Regions from separate parts of the Danio rerio genome. Here regions 2 and 3 are each linked to region 1. The links are chromatin contacts, called in public Hi-C and HiCAR-type maps. All regions are on one chromosome and are shown on one strand. Each heading gives the region's core, a stretch centred on a gene start, on an enhancer-like site or on the middle of the called end of the contact. The rest is flanking DNA. Distances are from core to core; before and after follow the strand shown.

Evidence for each region. Hi-C and Micro-C count contacts between places; a contact is called where the count stands out from the background. HiCAR-type assays count read pairs that join an accessible place to other places.
Region 2: a Hi-C map of embryo shows a contact between it and region 1, with 2.2 times the contacts expected there. The contact joins the promoter of psma4 here to the promoter of ap3b2 in region 1. A contact is called at or near these places in 3 of 18 Hi-C or Micro-C datasets (caudal fin, embryo and an unstated tissue).
Region 3: a contact with region 1 is called in a HiCAR-type map of caudal fin, with 5 times the contacts expected there. The contact joins the promoter of ppib here to the promoter of ap3b2 in region 1. A contact is called at or near these places in 3 of 18 Hi-C or Micro-C datasets (caudal fin, hematopoietic stem cells and an unstated tissue) and 1 of 4 datasets of contacts at active chromatin or transcription factors (caudal fin).

The regions. Positions count from the first base shown.
Region 1 is chr25:6,776,524-6,781,007 of GRCz12tu, forward strand. It overlaps ap3b2 (adaptor related protein complex 3 subunit beta 2), which reads right to left and starts at 2,573. Exons shown (of 28, transcript XR_012400188.1): 1 at 2,427-2,573.
Region 2 is chr25:6,943,974-6,948,410 of GRCz12tu, forward strand. psma4 (proteasome 20S subunit alpha 4) reads right to left here and starts at 2,200. Exons shown (of 9, transcript NM_214697.1): 1 at 2,137-2,200; 2 at 1,545-1,569; 3 at 1,417-1,459; 4 at 1,165-1,327. The coding sequence starts at 1,547.
Region 3 is chr25:6,592,601-6,596,858 of GRCz12tu, forward strand. ppib (peptidylprolyl isomerase B (cyclophilin B)) reads left to right here and starts at 1,382. Exons shown (of 5, transcript NM_213019.1): 1 at 1,382-1,677; 2 at 2,098-2,211; 3 at 2,297-2,390. The coding sequence starts at 1,543. depdc7b (DEP domain containing 7, paralog b) reads left to right here. Exons shown (of 9, transcript XM_684969.8): 9 at 337-789. The coding sequence ends at 560.

The DNA of each region.
Region 1 (4,484 bases), core at 1,323-3,822:
ATTCTCCTAGCCAAATTATTTATGAGAGGGTAAGGCCAAAATAACAAATAAAAACAAAAACTTCCTAAATTGAGATAAATTGATATATATATATATATATTATATAAATTTGTAATAAAGAAATATGAAAAGACACTTAATTTAAAAATACAAATTTATTATAATCTACCATTACAGTTTTTTAAGATTCATCTTAAAACTTGTTTAAAATTTAAAACTGAAGCCCATATGCAAATACCAAACTAATCAGCACATTCAACTTTACTCAGTCAGAATTTCGCCATTTGAATGATAAGAAAAAATCAAACATAATAATAATAATAATAATAATAATAATAATAATAACACAACTTTTGTCTTTAGAACCACCCACACCCCCTTGTCTACGGGCCGGATTATTTAATTTAACTTAATAAATTGTATGAAGAGAGGATTAACTATTAATGTACTTTAATAGCAGTTAAATATTTAATAGCAGCACTGTATATATTCATTCATTCATTTTCTTGTCGGCTTAGTCCCTTTATTAATCCGGGGTCGCCACAGCGGAATGAACCACCAACTTATCCAGCAAGTTTTTACGCAGCGGATGCCCTTCCACCCGCAACCCATCTCTGGGAAACACCCTGCATGTCTTTGGACTGTGGGGAAAACCGGAGCACCCGGACGAAACCCACTCAAACGCAGAGAGAACATGCAAACTCCACACAGAAACGCCAACTTACCGGCGACCCAGCGACCTTCTTGATGTGATGCGACAGCACTACCCTACTGCGCCACTGCTTCACCCTCAGACTGTATATATATAAAATGATATTCATTCGTGGGGAGTGGGGGCTGGGGGTTGTTTGATTTAACCGTCCCCACCAATGTCAAATGCAAACCTACGCCGTTGATCAGAGGAGTGAGGTTCACCTGCATAGCACTTCGCTAACTGGCTCTCTAACATATGTAATATGCATTGTTAATTATTTTACATTAAGTTAATTTTAGGTAGTAAACAACACTAAATCCAAGCTTTCAAAATCACGTATTTAAAATTATAAACACAATTACATAAATTATTTTAGGATCACAATTTCAACAAATAAAGTCTGAAACCATCAGCTATAGGAAAAGAGCTAACAAAGCTTTTCTCTACAGATCACACTGATCTAAAGCGCTACAAATAAAGCCACACTCAAAGAATGAGCATCCGGCAATACTGATAGCAATTTCTTAGATGTAATCTTCAGTTCCTTACAAGAGACAGACACGAAATGAAAGTGGAGGAAGAAGTTGATGTACTGTTGATGTCTACATCTATGTAAACCCAGCCTCAGATGTACGTAAAAGTAGAAGTAGAATAGTTCACACTTCATGTTTTTTTTTAATCCCGGGTTAAGGTTACTTTTATCCCTGTTAAACAGCATTTCACACTGTGAATTTGTGCTTCCAAATGCTTCCCGAAGGTAAACAGTGTGAATTAAAAAAAAGGATTAAGTACAACAATGTGAAACATAAATACAAACAAAAAGATTTTGATTCCTTGAACATTTTGGGAAAGTTAATTTACAGGTATAAACATTAAGCCTAAATATCTGCTTCACTTTAAAGGTTACATTTTAGCTATGAAAAAAACTATAAAGAACAATAACACAACGTTATTATGTAGTTCCAAAAACCTTAACCCAGGGTTAGCATGTTAAAAATCCAGTAGATATGTTGAATGTAGAAGAAACAATATGCAAAATAAAAACAAAAACAACTGCCAGCTAACAATTTATCATTACTGGAATGTTCTGGGAATGCTAACAAATGTTAAAAACCAAAACAAAAAAAAACAACCATTGGAGAACACTTCACGTAGGTTTATTTTAAGATATAACAACCAAAAGGCAACGTATTTGGTACTTTTAGATTAAATAAAACAAGAGCCAATGGAGAATGTTATAAGAACGTTCATATTTGGTTAAAAAAAGGTTGACCCGGGGTTAGCGAAGAGAGGTAGCTGTGCTAGTAAGCATGATGCTAGCAACTCTAAAGACTGCATAGCGAGAGATAAAGATTACAGGGCTATATTTGTAAATATAAAACCAAGATAAATCACTGCAAATCACTATTAACTGTGAAGACCAACCATTTCAGCAAATAAACGACTAAAACAGGTGTAAAACAGCACAGAAGTCATCATAGGACCTGAGCGCTGTCCACCAACCGGTGCTGAAGCACGAACACACGCATAACACACACCCACACACACTCCAATCACACGAAATCATCACACACTTTCATCGTGTTCATCATCATCTCTTTGTTTTTCCATAGCATTCATTCGTTCATCCGCGCATGCGCACATCACCCCGTCTGAGATTTTCTGACGGTAAATGCTCCGGTGGGCCGTTCCCGGAGGCGAGCGATCACCGGGCGGACTCGGCGTGTCTCACCTTTTATAGTCGGAGGAGAAGATGCCCCCGCTTGCCGGGTCGTGGCCGTACTCGGGCTCGCTGGAAGAGCCTCCCTTTTCATCGCTGAACGCGGAGCTCGCGGACATCTCTGCTGCTGATGATGCGGAGCGGCGGAGAGCGGAGACTGAGTCACGTGACCCTGCTGAAGCGGACAGGGCCTGGGCGCGCGCATGCGTGAGCGAGCACTGATTGCTACCTGCATACGGTGAAAAAAATGAAGGTTAAGTTTATTGGCTATAAAAACAAAAACCAATGAAGAATGTTACCAGAACGTTGTTGTAAACGTTAGTTGGGTTACTGTGTGAAATATCAGAGATGTTGAATGGAGGTGGAACAATAAAAAAGGTGTAGATGACAGCTTCAAATATAAAAGATATCTTCCTCAAATGTAAAAGAATACAGTTTACACACTGGACGTAACCAAGATTAGCATATTTTAAATCTTGGTAAAAAGCCATAATCTTCCATAAACATAATTTTACTAGGTAAAAAGTGTGATTAAAAACAAGGGTATAACAAGGTGAAATAATGACAATAACAACTTCCAGCTGAGCTAACCATCATTCCAGGAACGTTCTGGGAACGCTAGCAAAATGTTAGCAAAACAAATAAAATAAAATAAAAACATTAGAGAACATTTAGCTATATGCGTTGATTTTAACATATTACAACCAAAAACAACGCACTGAATGTACTTTTTTGCTAAGAAAAACCTTACAAGGACGTTATGTTAATTTGCTTTTAAAAAGGTGGAGCGGAGAGTCTAGACGGGATACAGCTGCGGAGAGGGTGGATAGGATACAGCTGCGGACACGCGCATCAATATAGCATCATTTTTATAACACTGTATAACAATAATTAATATTTTTAAAGTACTGTGACGGTTGGGTTTAGGAGTAGACGTTGAAAATACAGTTTACTGGGTAGTTTAATAGATAACATAAATAATACTCGGTATAACTACTGTTTTTACATTACTCTGACGGTTGGATTTAGGGTTGGGGTAGACGTTAATAAAATACAATCAATGGGAAATTAAAATAATATAAATAATTCTCGTTAACTTCCGGCCGTATCTGATCTAGAGCGGGGACGTAATCACGTGACCCGTTTACGCAGTGCTGAAGTGGACAGGGTCAGGGGAGCGCGCATGCGTGAGTGAACACTTTTACACTGATTTCTACCTGCAAGATATGGTGAAAACATTGTCAATTTTTTTTTTTGAAAGACAACAAGAACCGATGAACGGTTACCTGAACTTAGTATTTGGTAAGTAGAAATAAGTGAGTAGAAATGGAGTAGTAAAAAGGTTGTAGATGGCAGCTGTAACGTTAGATGTAAACAAACAAAAAAAAAGGTCAAAGTTTAACGTCTTTTAAATCCTGATTGAGGTTAACGTACTTTTTTCACATAAACAATTTTACTAGGTAAACAGTGTAAATCACAAACCAGGTAAGTACTGTATAACGAGGTGAAACAGACAATAACGACAATAACGTCCAGCTAGCCATTAAAAATGTCCGTTCTGTGCTAACAAAATGTTAGGAAAAGATAAAAACAACCATTAGAGAAGATTTGACGTAGGTTTATTTTAAGATATTAGGTAATAAAAACAAACGTCACTTACTGTATGAGAAAGGGCAATGTTAAAGTTAGTGTAGGGCTACTGTAGGTCTACACCAACCTGATTTCACCAAGTAGGACATGATTAACATGTGATCCTGAAACAACATCCCAATCAGACAATCAGATTTAAAGGATACGTTTACAGTTTGCTAGGTGTATGCACTTCTTCTTTATGGTTTTTATCCAACTATTCCCCCCTGATTTTAAGAATAATTTAGTTATAGTTGGGTATGGAATAAGTATGGATTACATTTTCCAACAAATATAATATAGATGTTAATCCAGGATAGCATCGTACTTGCCAAAATAATGACGTGCTGTAGGTCTAGGCCTGCTGTTTAAAAAAAAAAATTTTTTTTTACACTGTAGTGAACGTGTGTCCACAAGGGGGCGCAATTGTTTAATAAATAC
Region 2 (4,437 bases), core at 950-3,449, 170 kb after region 1:
GATGTTTTTATTTCTACATGCTTTACGTCTAACTAAAGACTTAGTAAATTATTACAACTCAGATCAGTGTTTTATGTCTAATTTAGTTCAGTTTTGTGGCAAGAAGTCATGAAACAAGTGGGATAATGCACATCTAGACAGGTCTTTACGCAGAATTAATCAATTCAGTCTTATGCAACAGCTGCTGAAAAACCTGTCAGGCTTTATTCTGCTAGAACAACGGGCTACATGTACATTATGCCTTACTTTATGACTAAAAACATTTAAAGTAAAGCTGAAATGACATAAATGTTTGATGAAAACTTTAAAGCAAACTAAAAATAAGCTTTTATAGCTAACTGAAAAAGCATTACATTTTACCAAAACCTAACAATGACCATACACAGAAATAGAAATAAATCAAAATTGAACGAAAAACAAGGTCAAATTAGAATTGATAACTATTTGAATTAAATCGAAAAGTACAAGTAGTAAAAATTTCTAATACTTAAACGCATAAATATAAGAAAAAACTACTGACTAACACAGATAAAATTTCAGCCTCAAAGGTTAAAAAAAAAGTTTAAAAAAGTAACAAACTGAAGCACATTTTAAATACTAGACCCAAAATAAAAAAATAAAAATGACAAGTGCATATTGCAAAATGACAAAAAAAGAAGCTAAAACTAATCAAAAACATATTAAAATAACTTAAAAACAAACTGAAATAAATTTCAAGCTTATATCCTAAAACTAGGCCAAAAAGATTTACAAAAAAATACCCAAACACACAAAAAAACCAAGCTTTTATTTTCCTAACCATGTCAGAATCTTTGTATTAGTAGCACTTCTTATGTGTATTGCCTCTTTATGATCATTTGCACAGTGCCTTCCACATTTGTAATCAAGTGGCTTTGGATTAAATAATAATAATAATAATAAATAGATCAGTCTACAAATAAATAAATAAATAAACAAATAAATCTACACCTTTAATTTCAAAGCTATTCCGCCAATACAAGAAATAATAATACATTTTATTAATTTATCTTCATTTACAAAACTATTACTGAGAAATTCAAATGCTAGGAGGTTATTTGTGTTCATTTAACAATGTAAAAGATACTCAAGTCAAACAAATGCTCAAAATCTCATATGAAAAAAAAAAAAAAACCCAAGACTCACTCGTTGAGTTTGTAAATCTTCTCGGAGAAGAAAACCTCGTCCAGCAGTTTGTGGATGTTCCTTCGCTCCGCAGCCAGCAGCACACCGTCATTGGCCAAGATGCCCAGACAGGTGCCAGCGTGCCCGATGGCCTCCATGGCATATTCTACCTGATACAGACGCCCTGCAAAACATAATTAAAACAATAATAATCAACATTCAGAACAATAAAACGCACAATAATTTAACCAAACAGCCTATAAAGACCCTCACCCTCTGGGGAAAAGATGGTCGTTCTTGAATCATATCTCCGAGACTGTAAAAATAAAGCAAAAATTATGATTATGAATGTTGTTAATCAATAAAACGCATTAAAAATTAAGAAATAAATTGTTACTTACCATAGTGCCCTAAATAAAATAAATCCTGCAAACAGATTACAAAATTAATTAATTAATCAGTAATGTATTTGTGTTGCTGTCAATACATATATGAATACATAAAACATAGTGCAAAACAAGAAAAATATGCTCAACATTAATAGTTAAAACACATTATAATTAATAAATATATCAGTTTATTTCAGTTAAAAATATTTGTTGTGCTGCTGTCACTATCTAAGGCGCTTAAACACTCATTGAGCAACAAAATGAAACAGAAAGTAGCTGAAAATAGCAAAATTCCACACAAACACAAATGAAGCATAACGAATACATTAAATTACCAATAAAAACTACTTTAATATTAAATGTGCTGGAATATAAAGGTGAACTGTAGCGCTTCTATCAGTTTCTCCTGTATGAATGTGTTTAGCTTTAGCATTAGCAGCTGCATAACAGCATGAAGCAGCAACTTTTCATATCATTTAAAATTAGCCTTCGTTTAATTCACCTTACGCCGGCTCAGCGTCTCTTACACGCATCAAATGTTTGGGATTATCATAAACATGATGTGAAGAATGTAAAAAATTGTAGAATATTACAATTTTCATACCTAAAGCCTGGGATAGCAATGCCTGTTCACTGTTGCGGCTCCGACTCCGCTGAAGAAATTCACTGCGGCGAGAAGCGCGTCCACTCTGGGTTCACTTCCAGGATGAGTCACGTGTCTTACGTTCAGCCATCTGATTGGCTCAGTTTTTTGAGGGTAAGCGGATGCGCTAGCAGATTGGCTTGACTATCATTTATTTAATTTATATTTCAAATTTCTTTTATTTGGTTTTCTACATAGAATATCAGTTGCAACATTAATTTTATTTTTTCAAAACATATTTTAACATTAAAGGTCCCATGAAGTGTTTTTTTGTAATTCAATGTTTGATATTGAAATATTTTAATTTCATGGGACTACGACTTCTAAAACTACCTAAAAATGCCTTTTATTTATATCAATTTGTTGTTAAACGTTATAGCGTTTTTATTGAAACGGCAATATTCTAATAAGTGTAAAAATGTTTGAAAATGAAGGTTAAAAATTGTGTACTTCAATGGTCTCAAACTCAATTCCTGGAGGGCTGCAGCTCTGCATAGTTTAGCTTCCACCATCTCCATCTCACACCTGCTTAATAGTGTAGTAGCCTTAAACACCTTGATTAGTTTAATTAGAGTTGGAACAAAACTGTACAGAGCGGCGGCCCTCCAGGAATCAGGTGTAAGACCCATGATGTACGTTTTCGAAAATCACGCTCTGATAAGAGGAAGTTAATTTCTGTGATGTGTTATTCTCTTTTTCCACCTGGGGATCCTCATCCAGAGGGCTCTAGAGATTGTGCAGCACCATTGATATGATCCAAGAACTGTAAAGAGATGATGCCAAGGTATCCATAATCCTGGACCAGGCCGTATCCTGAGCTGATGCTGTGGTGGCCATTGAGGAATAGAGAGCATGAGACTGATTCCTGAAAGAAATGGTTTTGCCCAACTGAGCCTGATTTTTCTCGATTTTTTTTTCCTTCACTTTCGTTGATTGGTGAAGTTTGCTCCTCGCCACTGGCTTGCTTGGTTTAGGACTTGTGGAGCTGCGCATCGTTGGATTTGCTCTTCAGTGTTTGGACTTTCAGCAGTGAAAATGAAACCACACTGAACTAGGTGACACAGTGACAGCAGGTAGTGCTGTCGCCTCACAGCAAGAAGGTCACTGATCCGAACTTGGCATTTCTGTGTGGAGTTTGCACGTTCCCTTAGCGTTCGCGTGGGTTTCCTCCAGGTGCTCTAGTTTCCCCACAGTCCAAATACATGAATCAGGTAATCTAATTAGGTGAATTAGGTAAGCTATAATTGTCCATAGTGTATGTGTGTTTCCCAGTGATGGGTTGCAGCTGGAAGGGCATCCGCTGCGTAAACATGTGCTGGATCAGTTGATGATTCATTCCGCTGTGGCAACCTCAGATTAATAAAGGGATTATGTCAAAAAATAAATAAATGAACTGAACTAAACTGATCTTCAACTGGACCGACACAGTTTCAATTTACCAGAACTTCTATGTTAAGCTGCTTTGACAATCTACATTGTAAAAGTGCTACAGAAATTATGATGAATTGAATTGATATATGAATATCTACTTGTAGACATCCTAAGTATACAAATCTATTGGTGAAATATGAAACCTGTTTTAAAATTGAGCCTTTACCAGCTTTTATTGTTTAAGTTTACCAGACCAAAAGAGACTAATGAGAAAAATCTCTCACAACTGCCTGCTTTCATGCGCTTTTAATGTGTAAGAGTGGGTGAGCTAGCTTGAAAATGTTCTACATCATGCAGAAACAACTTCCTCAGCTTCACAGCGCCCCTAGTGTAAGGGAAGGTGCATTGTCATGTATTTTATCACAACATTTTTAAACTATTTTACACTAACCAAGATTGACAATACATTTAAAATAATTTCAGAATTAAATGCTTAATATTTATAATTCAACCCGCATACAGTTGTGGCCAAAGTTTTGAAAATGATACAAATATTAGTTTTCATGTTTGCTGCTAAACTGCTTTTAGATCTTTGTTTCAGTTGTTTCTGTGATGTAATGAAATATAATTACAAGCACTTCTTGCGTTTCAAAGGCTTTTATCGACAATTACATGACATTTATGCAGTATTTGTAGTGTTGGCCCTTTTTTCTCAGGACCTCTGCAATTCAACTGGGCATGCTCTCAATCAAATTCTGGGCCAAATCCTGACTGATGGCAGCCCATTCTTTCATAATCACTTCTTGGAGTTTGTTAAAATTAGTGGATTTTTGTTTGTCCACCCGCCTCTTGAGGATTGACAACAAGATCTCAATGATATTGTGATCTGGG
Region 3 (4,258 bases), core at 132-2,631, 190 kb before region 1:
AATTGTAAAAAAATATGAACAATGTAAACAACATGCAAGGGTTTAACCAGGATGCTGAATATATGTTAGATTTCAAACAGCATAGTCGACTCTAAACAGGAAGCAGTCGGTTGTCTTGATGGTTTTCTCAATTTGTTACCGTTTTTTTTTTTTTGCTTTGAGTTATTTACATTTTAATAATGTGATTTTAGTGGTTCGTTTTACTTTCTCCGCTTTAACATAATTTTAAACAATTTGTATTAATTTCAAAGCAACGTTTAAAAGTTAAGAGTCTTGTTTACATTATTATTATTTAACCTAAAGATTTTAACTATTTTCTTTCTCTGAATACACTAGAAATCCCATTTTGTCAGCAAGTGCCGAGAGATGTGTACACGGAGACCATAAAGGACTCAACTAAGAATGAGCTGTACCTCCTCCTGAAAAACATTGATGAAAACACCAAGTATTCCCTGAAAGAGAAGAAACGACTCCTGGGCCAGTTTTATAAAGGACACCCTGACATCTTCATGCAGTACTTTGGGTCTAGACTGAGCACTTTAAACCTTCTAGAAGCTTAAATTAACTTTGTCATTTAAATGCTTTGTGTGTGTGTGTGTCTGTGTGTGGAAATAAATTAAAATAAACAAACATATTTAAGTCTCGAATATTGTATTTGCATTGTATTAACTGTATCACACAACCAAAATCCTTCTCAAACGTAAGGAACTTATTTTTGTACGACTAAAGCCTTACTGTTGATCTTTATTGATTAAAACATTGTGTTTACACATCATTCGACGGTTTATTTGTTTTATAAAGAAGTGGTTGTATTAGTTACTTGCTTTTTGTCTTTGTAATTCAATATTTGCTAAATTCATGTAATTACCTTTTGTGTTTCCGCGCATGCTGCGTCTAAGTCTAGATGGGATACAGCTGTGAATACTCACGTAAATATTAGAATTATTGTGACACCACGATAGTGAATATTCTTACATTACTGTTAGGATTGGGGTTGAGGTGGACGTTATTAAAATTCAATTTATTGTATATTTTGATAAGTAATATGAATAACACTCGGTATAATTACTGTTTTTACATTATCATGACGGTTGGTTTCGGGGTAGATGTAAATAAAATATATGTTTTCATCCAAAACCATTGGGAAGTTTCTCGTTAACTTCCGGCCGCAGCTGTATCCCTTCAAACAACAATCCTCAACGCTGATGCGTCTCCCGGAGCCGCTGTGGCTCCGTCCATTCGTTACGCGTTTCAAAATCTGATTGGCTCCTAAACCCTTAACAGACAAACGCTTATCCAATCAGCGTTCTTAAAATCACGACACGTCATACAGAACAAAATGCGCTGCCAGCTCCTGTTCTCAGACCAGTTTGTGAAACACACTGCCTACGTGATCCCAATAAGCTCCACCGTTCCTGGATCAGGTCATAGCAAGCTCGGGTTTGAGACAGAAGTGTGGCCGCAGCTCGAATCTCCTCCCCGGATGCCCCAGAAACCTTAACACACAGTCATCGCCACACACACACTTTTTTTCGGGTTTTCATGGTGCGGATCTGCGAGAGGAGGATGAAGTTTTTGGTGGCAGTCACATTGATCGTTGGCTCGGTGGTTTTCCTCCTTTTCCCGAGTGAAACGGAGGCGGATGAGAAGAAAAAAGGACCCAAAGTCACGGCTAAGGTATACAGAGGCATTCACTGCAGCGCTGCACCGGCCTAATGCCTGCAAATGATCCTCATACGATTCGAATTGCAATCCAAATGTAGCGTTAAATGTTGCGTTCACACCAAGATTCCACATGTAGCGTGTTTATATTTGCTTGCTACACATCTGAATGATTTTATTCTTACTTTCCTATACTAAAGATGTTTTTTTTGTGTGTGTAAAATATAGTGTATAAGTGATTATAAGGCTAATAGCACCACTAATGTTTGGTAATTTAATTTAAAATGAGTTATTCAATGTTTATCAATTGTAATTTCTAAAGTCTAGCGATGTAATTGTGTTTTTTTGGCCTCCTTGTGTCGTGAGGTGAATTCACCATAATGCAGCTGCAGATGTTCTGGCGTGACTCTGGATTTGATTTTGGGGTTTTTCCAGGTGTACTTCGACATCAAGATTGGAGATGAGGATGCCGGACGGATTGTCATTGGACTTTTTGGAAAGACCGTGCCTAAAACCACAGAAAATTTCCTTCAGCTGGCCACAGGAGAGGTGAGGTTTTTTTTCCTTCCACTGGAGGCTAATGTTTATGATTCATAGTAAAATGAGGCTAAATGGATTCAATTCTGATTTCCAGAAAGGATTTGGTTACAAGGGCAGCAAGTTTCATCGGGTGATTAAAGATTTCATGATCCAGGGAGGAGATTTCACTAGAGGAGATGGAACTGGAGGTATTGAACTACTAAACACCCTTATCTTCAATATTAAAATCACATTTTTTGTGTTAAGAGTTAACTCGGTATGCTTATCAAATCTGCATGCGTTATTGAGGTCTTTTTTTGTTATTGTTAACCATCAGAAGTGAATAATGCTACATTCATGTGTAAACACTTTTTGAGCTTTAAAGCACATTTGATCGCTAGCATAATGTAAATGCTCATGTAATTGACTGTTCAAACAACCCCAAAAGTAGTCTTGAACTGCCATCTTAAATTAAAGTTTAGCCCTGATGCTAACATAAAATTTGAGTTTGGTGCAGTTTTATTGCTATCAGAGCAGAAACCAAAGCTGCTGCACTCTATTATTTTTCCGTTGTCTCCTTTCACATTATAATAAATTAAAAAAATCACAAAATCCCATTCATTAACCCATATATAGACCCTTCCCTCAAATAAATCAACCGAGTGGACAAATAGTATGGCATGCCGTTTTGACATGTAATCTATAACCCCCCATACTACTAGTATCTATTTTCCTGTTACTAGAACTTTTTTTTTTAGATACTAGTATCTTTTTCATTAAGTACTAGTACTTATTCATTAGATCATTTTGAGTTTTTTTTTTTAATATACTAGCGCTTACACAATAGACATTTGTTCTTATTCATTAAATATTAGTACCTATTAAATAGGTACTAGTATTTATTCAATCATTTCTAGTTCCTATTTTTTTAAATACTAGTACTTATTTTAATAGTGGCTAGTAATTATGTTGTTACTAGTAACAAATGTAAAAATGTGTCCATTGATTTCTATGGGATAAGTCAATGAGATATCAACTACTCAGTGTTCACTAGTATGTATTCCAGCTGGGACTAGTACATATATTGGGACGTCAATGAAATGGTACTAGTATGTAATTAAAAGTACTAGTAATTAATCATTAGATACTAGTGTCTATATAATAGGTACTAGTACTTAATCATTAGATACTAGTGTCTATATAATAGGTACTAGTACTTAATCATTATATATTAGTACTTATTAAATAGTTACTGGTACCATTTTTTTTAGATACTAGTAGTTATTAAGTAGATACTAGTAATTTTTCATTAGTACTAATATTTATTTGTTAGACACTAGTATCTTTTATTATTATTACTTGTAACAATTCTTATTTTACTAGTCAGTTCTGCCTTTTTTTATTCTAATGTTATAACTAGTCCATATGGAAGTTCAATTAAACATTTAACTTGTAAAAAAATTATTAGTAACATTTCAAACAAGTACTAGTATTTAAAAAATGTTTTCTAGTATCTTTAAATAAGTAGCATTATCTTTTTTTATAATAAGTACTAGTATCTAATATTTAAGTACTATTATCTATTAGTTAATGCATACTTGTACCTAATGATTAGCTACTAGTACATAAATATATGTACTAGTCTTAGCTGGAATAAATACTAGTCAACACCGAATAGTTGATATCTCCATGACAGATCTCATAGAAATCAATTGAATTTTTTAGGTGTTACTAGTAACAACAGAATAGTTACTAGTCACTATTAAAATAAGTACTAGTATTTGATAAATAAGACATAGTGTCTATTAAATAGGTACTAGTATCTAATGAATGAGTACTAGTATCCAATACATAAGTACTAGTGTCTATTTAATAGGTACTAGTATCTAATGAATAAGAAGTAGTGTCTAATGAGTAAGCACTAGTATATTTTTAATAAGCACTAGTATCTAATGAATAAATACTAATACTTAATGGAAAAGATACTAGTATCTAAAAAAATAAGTACTAGTAGCATGAAAAGAGAAATGAATACAGGCTATAGATTAAATGTCAAAACGACTTGCCATACAAAGTG